2 separate regions of the Mus musculus genome follow, and region 2 is linked to region 1. The links are chromatin contacts, called in public HiChIP or PLAC-seq maps. All regions are on one chromosome and are shown on one strand. The core of a region is the stretch at or near the end of the contact, and the rest is flanking DNA. Distances in the headings are between cores, read along the strand shown. Region 1 overlaps Orc4 (origin recognition complex, subunit 4). Region 2 holds the start of Epc2 (enhancer of polycomb homolog 2).

Region 1 (4,541 bases), core at 842-3,341:
GGATGGAAATGGCGAGCAGCCTGAGGAAAAGAAGGTCCTGAAACAGGCCCAAAGTGAGATCCAGCTCAAGGGGAGGTCTCAAGGCCTGACACTATTATTAAGGCTATGGAGCACTCACAAAAAAGGAACCTAGCATGACTGTACTCTGGAAGACCCAACAAGCAGCTCTGAAAGTCAGATATTCGCACCCAACCCAGTGGACAGAAGCTGCTGTCCCCTATGACTGAATTAGGGAAAGCTGAAAGAAGCTGAGGAGGAGGGTAACTCTGTAGGAGGACCAGCAGTCTCAATTAATCTGGACCCCCGAGATCTCTCAAACACTGGACTACCAAACAGGCAGCATAAACTAGCTGATATGAGGCCCCCAACACACATACAATAGAGGACTTCCAGGTCTGTGTTCATTCAAAGATGGTGCACCTAACCCTCAAGAGACTGGAGGCCCCAGGGAGTTTAGAGGTCAGATGGGGTGGGGCTAGGGCATCCACATGGAGGTAGGGGGTTTGGGGAGGTGTGGGATGTGGAGCATTCAGAGGGTGGATGGGGAAAGCGGAATGGAATATGGAGTATATAACATAAATTAATTTTAAAAATGCTGCTAGATAGTAAGTTAACTATAGCTTGTAACTCGTAACATGTATAATGTCTAAGTAAGCATGTGAAATGAGAGGAACTGAAGTCAGTGTTCTCAACCCTTCTAATGCTGTTGTCATGACCCCCAGACAGTATTTTCATTGCCATTTCCTAACTGTAATTTTGCTACTGTTATAAATTATACTACAAATATCTGATATGAAGGATGGTCTCAGCTTACCCCTTTGATCTCTGTAGAAGCGTTGTTCAACCCCGATATGGGTTGCAAACCACAAATTGATAACTACTGAACTAAATGATTCCTTTCTAGGCACCAGTATCATTGTGATTGCATTTTGGCCTCATTATCGAGTGCTAACATTCTCAAACCTACTAAGGACATACAAACAGCTACTGTTCCTGATCAGAGAGACATTAAGCACACCAGTGTGGAATTCTGCACAGCCTACAAAAAAATTCACAAAAAAATCTGAGGTAACAAAATGCTATGAGATTTGCTACCATTAACAAAAATTCAGATATCTTCATGATTTTGTTTAAGAACTTCAAGAAACATGATGTACAATGGAGCAAAATTCTATTTGATGAACTACAGTATTATCAAGCTGCTGTGATGAGTGGAAGGACTGAGTTCTCATCCTTTCCAATGAGAACAAATGCTCTTACAGGCTGAGCCATTTCTCCATCCAATTATTGTCTATTTTTAAGGTGGAACTAAATGCAAATGAACTTCGAGTATTTCTCATCTTCTTACAATATACTGAAAAACATAACCATGAGATGAAATTATTATTGTTTTGCCTCAACATTTTACAGGGAAGACAGACATAGATTAGATCATTTTATGTAGTTATTAAAATTACTAAATAAATGCTGGAGAGAGCCTCATTATACTACTATCTCCAACAAGAATTGATTTTCTACAATAAAATTTTCTTTTTTAAAAAGGTACTGGCTCCAGAAATGTATTTTTTTGTTTTTTACCTGAATGATCCTAACAAAGTAAAACAAGCAAAAGGGTTAATAAGCCATGATATGCATGAAAAATTTCAGTAATCTTAGGTTATTTAGGAAGTCAAATAGCAAAGAGAGAAAAACAAATACCTCAAATGTTTTTAAATGTATTATAGTGACAACTGCTGAATTATAGGGACAAGATGGAAAGATCTAAATTTAGTATACACACCAATTTATTTTCTACTAAAGAGAAGTTGTAAGTTACTTGTATAAATAAGTAGTGGAAAGGCAATGATTAATAAAGCAAACTCTAAGCAAATATTAAGAACCTGTACTTGGGTGCTGGGAAGATGGCTAAGAGTGAAACGGCCCCTGAAGTCAAGGCTGAGGATTTGTATTCAATTCCAGGAACCCACGGCACTAGGAGGAGACCCAGCTCCTCCAAGGTGCCACTGGGCAGTCACATGTCCACCATGGCATGCACCTTCCAAATAAGTAAGAAGGAACTGCAAAGAAAAAAATCTTGCTTCCGAGAATGGAGAAAAGAAGGAACTGAGAAGCTGCTCCAGTGTTAGTCAGTAATGACAGAAGTTACAAATACAAGGCTACAGGGATGATAAAGCAAAAGCAAACACTAAAGTGAAATTTTAAAAAGAAGGGTTTCTTGCTGACATAGCAACTGTTTTTATACCTATTCTTTGGTTTTTCTCTCTCTATATATATTTCTATAAATATATATGAGCATGATTCAACATAAAAGAAATACAGAATTAGAAAAATATGCATAAGCTACTCATGAATGTTTGTATATGGAACGTGTTTGAGGCCAGAGGTTAAGACTGGGTGTTAGGCTCAACTGCTCTCTGGTTTACAGTTTTTAAGACAGGGATTCTCAGGAACAGTGAGCCGGTTCAGAAGGTAAAGACACTTTCTACCAAGCCTGAGGTCCTTAGTTTGATCCCCAGACTCACATGGTAGAAGGAGAAAAGGGACTCCTAAAAGTTATTCTGTTGTTCACATACATGCTACAGTACATGTACCTTTTACATACCTATTGCATCCACATACAAAAAAAAGGACAGAAACAGCAAGACTCTCACTGAGCCCAAGGGTTGCTTATTTAGCTAGATAGGCTGGCTAAGAAGGCACAAAAATTCTGTATATATCTCCCCAGTGCTTGTTTAAAGTGGCCCACATCTATGTGTGTTGAAGTCTGAATTCAAATCTTCATGATATTTTCACCCAAAGGATTATTTTCTTATGTATATGTGTCATGCTTTGCATATATATGAGTGTGTGTGTATATGTGTGTAGGCCTGAGTTTGAGGTCAAGAGTATTCATCATGGCTTCCCATCTTTCTTGTTCATTGAGGCATAGATTCTCAATTTAACCCCCAAGTCCACCAATTAGACTAGTTTGGTCAGATAGCTTGCGCTAGAGATACATGGTAGGTCTTAGACTTCTGGGATTGCAAGTGGGTTGTCAGGCCCATTCCCTTTAGGCAAATAAGTATATTTTGAGGACTTGATTTTGTTCCTCCCATCTGACAAGCTCAGCTCCAGTTCCCTATCCGTTTCTTTAAAGAAAGATGTGTTTCTTTTAGCCTGGTGATAGCTTCTTATTTGGGGAGAAGATAAGTAGAGTAAGTATCAATGATAAATACAAAAGAATGATCTCAAAGCACATGAAGTATACCAAAGAGTATTTAAAAACATGTCAAAGACAGAAATTTCAGAGAAAAGCAATAAAGTGAAAATTTCATAAAAAAACAGAGGGAGGATTGTTAAAAGATGAATTAACCAACTGAAAGAACATTTATAAAAAGGAAAAAGAGCTGTAGGAAAAAAATAAAGAAATGAGCAAGCCTGAAATAAAACTACGAAATAAGAAGCTGGGAAATGGGAACCGTGAAGAAATTTGCAGACATAGCATTTACAGTAAGTTAGAGAAAAGAAGGTTCTCAGTTTTACATGTATACAGGAGTGCACACCGTAGATACAGATAGTTCTGGTAGTATAATCCTGTAACCTGTCCTCAGAGTGATCACAAAATCAAGATCTTTCTGAGACTTACAATAAGTTAAAGGACAGTCAGAGCAACTTATAAGTGAATTTTGCTATCAAAATAGTGAATACAATTCAGTAGTAACAGTGCTTGTCTACTATGTGTAATGTCTTAGATTTAGTTCTCAGGATTAGACAAAAACAAAACAGCAAAAAAGTTAAACACAGAAAGACTCATGTAAGTGTCTATAATTTTCCTTACTTAGGAATTCAGGTAAGACCATTTAAAAACCTATGCCAAAGCAAGAATTCATTCGACTGTTTTATTCCAAATTGAAAATTAATCTTGTATGAAAAAGTAAAATATATTACCAATTTGTATAAAATATTACTGCTATTACATAACTGATCCTTTACTTGCCAGAGTAGATATCTCACTTAATTCGTATTTTAGAGTTTTATTCCATTTCACTGGTAGGACTAAAATCATAGTTTATAGAACATGTAGCAATCTTTTCTTGTTTACCTCAACTGGAAAGCAGTATTAATGTATAAAGAATGGAAGAAAGATAAATTTCAAAAATATTAAGTTAAATAACATGTCAGTATAATGAAGATTGAATTTTTGAAATCTACACAGACTTACCAATCTACATGTAAGTCCAATAACTGCTACTGGTGTCTGTGCAGATTGAGAAATGTCAAAAAGATTATAAAGGAGTGTTTGATTTTTCTGATGAGCAAAAATATCAAATTCATCCAGTATGAAGATCACTGGGCAACTGCTAGTCCGGTCACCTAAAAAAAGAAAAAAAAAAGAGTTTAGATTGACAAGAAATTACATAAACTTTTCTTGTATTTTCAAAATGTTATACCTCAGTTTAAATTTCAGGTCAACACACATTGGTAAGTTACTCTGGGCAGGGCATTTACACATGCAGGCTTACTTCTACATAAGAAGTTAGACTCAGGACAAAGATGGCCAT
Region 2 (4,541 bases), core at 676-3,175, 530 kb after region 1:
CAGGTCTGCTGTTCCCTGGTATTGGAACTTGACAAATTATAGGTCTGAGTCTGTTTCCTTTTTAGCAAAAATCACAGCATTTCTCCCTATGTAGAAGTATATAGCTATAAGAATTGAGTGGATTTCAACTACTTGGGACTATACCCCCCCCCCCACACACACAATGTCCACACTTCTTTTTCTGAGTGTAACATTAGGCAGAGAGACTGGAAAGAAGCTACCGTCTCTGAGCCTGAGAAGGGGTGAGAATCCAGATAAAAGGCCCCAATGACTCATTTTTTCAAACACTGTTCCCCCTGATTTTCAGACTAGTACTCAATAATGACCCCCCCAGCCCCCCTTCTGAGAACTTCTTGTTCTTCCTTACAAAGGATTGGAACTACGCCAGAGGGTAACACTCACAACAGCACAGGCTCACAACCATGTGAAAGGTGTTGCTTACAAGAATTGAGCCACAGTCTGTTTGCATTGTTACCAGTAACAAGTGGACATAAAACAAAGCCACTGAATAACATCCCAAAGTGTCCCCGGACAGACTGGTTAGATTATTTTGTGTTACCAGGAAGTCAATATTCACCATTCAGCTTTCAAAGGAAAAGCTGGAGACAAGGGGGAGGGGGGGAGAGGGAGGGAAAAAAAAGCAGGGAGAGAAGAAAATAGAGAAAAATAATGGGTGGCAATGAAGAGAGATAGATGGTTTTGCTATATTAAGACATGACAAAGAAACCCGTTTTTATTGTTGGACTTTAGCAAACCATCTACCCTTTTATGAGCTAGGTAGGGTATTTTTCAATGATTAGAAAATGGTAAAACTGTTGCACAGTGAGGCAATTTGCTTAGAAACATGTACTGCTTAAAGACTAAGAAACTGCAACAAAGGTTTGTATCAATAGTGACTAGTATTTAATTGAGTCAATTTGATTCCTTTTTGCAGAGCTTTTGCAAACCACTTCTGGCCAAAACTATGTCTAATTTCTTTGACCTGTCACAGCAACTGACTATAGATGTCATGTGGTAATTAACTTTCCATCACTCTTTTGTGTGGTCTGTATCATTTTCTTCAAGAATTTACTTTTTTTTTTTTTTTTTTTTTGGCCCATCATCTTTGCAGCTGCCCTTTCAAGTAGTTACGACTCTTGTTACTAATTATCCAGCAGTTTAGTTGTAACACAGTAACACGCAAACTAATTGGAGTCCGGAACTTTATTAAACTCTTTTTGAGTCGTCACTGTAACCAGTGTTTTCACATACTTTGGTTAGAGATTTCAAGAAATGCCAACCATCAAACTAAGAAAGTTTGGATGACAGGTGCAAGTCCGCTTGTTGCCGCGTCCAGCAACTATTTCAAGTAGCAGTCTCCAACTACTGACCCTCCTGTCTACCCGAGCATCCTCTCGGCGGTGCCTAACTCTGGAGAGCTCCTCTGGACAGGGACTGCCCAAGTTCTCAGGGCGCGAGACGCAGCAGGGCTGTGCCTCTCGGCGTGGGCAGACGCAGCGGACTTGTCGGACCTCCCCGGGGATGCGCAAACCCGAGGCGCGAAACCAGCCAGCAGGCGCCGGGGCGAGCAGAGCTGTCCAAGTGCAGACTCGAGGGGCGGCCGGTGGCCCGGGGGCGGAGGCCTCCTGTCCCCCCGAGGCGAGCGGTCCTAGGCACTGAGCCTTCCCGAGGGAGCCCCGCGCGGAGCGAGTCGGCGGCGGAGGCACCGAGGCGCCCGCTCCGGAGCCGGGGACCGAGCGCACCTGGCACCTGCCGCCCCGCCTGCGTGCCGAGCGTCCCGCCGAGGAGGGCCACCGGGACTCGGCTCGCTCTCGCCGGCTGGGCTGGCCGCGCCTCGCCGCGGAGAGAGTGGGTGGGCAGGCAGGGGAGGGAAAGGAAGGAGGGAGGGAGGGAGGGAGGGAGAGGGCGACGCGCGTCCCCGAGGCGGGGGCGCGCTCTCGCGCGGGCTGCCGGGATCGCTCGCCGCCGCTGTGGTAATGTCCGCCATGTTGGCCATGGCGCAGGGAGCGGATCGGGCGGGCGAGCGGCGGATCTAGAGTGTGGAAGCGGCCGCGGGCGGCGGGGGGCTGTTCTGGGGCGGGGTGGGCGCCCATGCTGGGGCCGGGGGCACTGCGGAGGAGGAGGAGGAGCGGGCCGGCCGCGCTGCACTGAGGAAGGAGGTGGAGGAGGCGGCGGGAGTGCTCCCCCCCCCTCCCCGCCCGCCCCGCCGCCGCCGCCCGGGCTGTTCCTGTAAGGCGGGGAGACAATGAGTAAACTCTCCTTCCGAGCGCGGGCGCTGGACGCCGCCAAACCGCTGCCCATCTACCGCGGCAAGGACATGCCTGATCTCAACGACTGCGTCTCCATCAACCGGGCCGTGCCCCAGATGCCCACCGGGATGGAGAAGGAGGAGGAATCGGTAGGGACTCGAGTGTTTATTACCCCCCCCTTCCCTCCTCCCCCCTCCCCTTTGTCAGCCGGGCCTCGCCATTCACAGAGCGCTTCTACGCTCGCTGGAGGGCGCCGCTGCCGCTGCGCGCTCCGGACCCTACGCCGGCGGAGTAGCGTAAACCCGTCGGCCGGCGCAGCGCCCGCCCGCGGCCGCCATGTTGTTGCGTCCCAGTGTTGTGATTAGCTCTCGGCGCCGCTTACGCTGCCGTAAGGGGGCCCTGCCGTAAGCAGCGGCCGGGAATGGCGCAGGGATGCGCCGGCCCGCACTTGGCGTACAGCCTCTGTTTACCTCGTAGACATCTCGCCGGGAGCGGGGTTAATGGGTCGAGAAAGGGTCCTTGGGCTAAGGCGCTATTTTCGTTGCGTTTTAAAATTTGTGCGTGCACGAAATTGCCTTTGAAACAAACGATCTCGGGAAAGTAGAGCTCTTTCAAAACATGCATCTTCCTGCTAGTGGGGTGATGGGTGATGGTTTGCGCTGCCCGCTAGAGGTGCCGCGGGAGTAGGCGATGCATCCCTGCGGCCGGGCAGCGACCCCCGGTCCGGACTCTGCGTTAGCGAGTCCTCTGATCTGCACGCCGGCTTCGCCTGCCGGGCTGGCCCCTCCTCGGTTGTGCGGAATTAGGACGGAGCCCGAATGCTTGAAACTGGCCTCCAGGCCCGCGCTTCCCGTGCAGCGAGCGTCCGGGGAAGTTGCATGCGGGATGGCTGTTTACAACTTGAGGGCTCAGAGCGTCCGCATTGACAGTTGCGTTTTTGACCAGATGTTAAAATTTGGACAAAATGCTGTTTCCTTCTTCCCGGGGGTTAAGTTATACCCAAGACTGAATTTCCTCCGATTTGACAGTGTTTACGACTCTGGAGTGTTGTTACTTGTGTGCGGAGTTCATAGTAACTGCACCCTGAAGAATTTCTTCAATGAACCTTCAGTCCCGCCTTATTGTCAACCACGGGTGTGTGTGGATTGGCTCCCTAGCTTCTGTTACTGTCAAAAGAAAGCTGGAGGTTTCTGTGATTGGCTTTCTCTTTTGACTATTAATATTGCAGGAAATGCCTTTAAGCATTTGATTGGCTGCTCGAATTCTGACCTCACTGTGTTGGTGCTTTGACTTAATCACATTTCTTTTTGGTGTTTGATTACCTGATTTAACATTTTCAGTAGAATATTAAATAAGACCTCTTTTTAAACCTTCAGGAAATTAAAACTCAGCTTTTATGCCTAAGATTCAGATAGTACCGAATCGTGTTTGAGAAGTTTGCTTATGAGGTTATTGACTTGATTTTGAGCTACCTTCTGGCAGTCTCCGATAGATGATCTAGAAACTGCGTTTGGTAGCGTGGTACTGTCTTTGCTGATCACGTCTTTCTCTTAGCCATTTCCTTCGGACGTGTGTTTTTACGTCGTTTTACTTCCTTATGTTTGCTATCTTTTGCCTAAGGTCTGCCAGTTGAAAAATCAGATGATCATTTAATCAATCTGTCATTTCTTCTTGAATGTTGTATAGTGGTAGTTACTGTTTATACTATCTCCTGTTTAGATCTAAGATACTGTACTAAGAATTTTAAATAAATGTGATATAAATTTTTTAAAATTACTTTTGTGAGTTATAAGTATAGGCCTTTTTTGATACTCAGGATATTTTTGTTTTGTCTTGTTTTGTTTTTTTTTTTTTTTTTTTTTTGGTTTTTCGAGACAGGGTTTCTCTGTGTAGCCCTGGCTGCCCTGGAGCTCACTTTGTAGACCAGGCTGGCCTCGAACTCAGAAATCCGCCTGCCTCTGCCTCCCGAGTGCTGGGATTAAAGGCGTGCACCACCACGCCCGGCTGTTTTGTTTTTTAAAACATAGCTACACCTGAAATACTATTTTTTTTGTCCTGTGTTAATTAACTATTATAACTATGGGCAGATTTCTGTGAGAGATCTTCATTCAAGCACATGAATCATGATTTAGCATTCACACATGCATATAATATACATACATACATGAACCTACATATATCCATGGTCAGTGTTTTTTAAGACAAGAACCCTGCTTTGTAGCCACACTGGTCTTAGACTCACTGTCTTCCTGCATCCACTTCCCATGAAATTGTAGCTGTGCCCAGAACACC

Evidence for each region. HiChIP or PLAC-seq counts read pairs in DNA pulled down with a chosen protein or histone mark.
Region 2: an H3K4me3 HiChIP or PLAC-seq map of bone marrow-derived macrophages shows a contact between it and region 1, with 5 times the contacts expected there. The contact joins the promoter of Epc2 here to the enhancer-like site in region 1. A contact is called at or near these places in 5 of 39 promoter capture datasets (the C10 cell line, cranial neural crest, frontonasal cranial neural crest and 2 more), 3 of 484 Hi-C or Micro-C datasets (the MC3T3-E1 cell line, the N1E-115 cell line and cerebral cortex), 15 of 115 datasets of contacts at active chromatin or transcription factors (the 230-238 cell line, the NIH/3T3 cell line, the SCID.adh cell line and 9 more) and 2 of 9 other capture datasets (adipose tissue and pancreatic islet).

The regions. Positions count from the first base shown.
Region 1 is chr2:48,922,895-48,927,435 of GRCm38.p6, forward strand. Orc4 (origin recognition complex, subunit 4) reads right to left here. Exons shown (of 14, transcript NM_011958.4): 8 at 4,202-4,353. Among named protein-coding and RNA genes, the nearest start is that of Orc4, 24 kb to the right of the region's middle. Within about 2 kb of position 2,092, at least 12 of the 459 cell types and tissues checked have an H3K27ac peak or open chromatin away from gene starts, as enhancers often do. A contact at or near this core is called in bone marrow-derived macrophages and microglia, where this site is marked.
Region 2 is chr2:49,449,561-49,454,101 of GRCm38.p6, forward strand. Epc2 (enhancer of polycomb homolog 2) reads left to right here and starts at 1,926. Exons shown (of 14, transcript NM_172663.4): 1 at 1,926-2,398. The coding sequence starts at 2,246.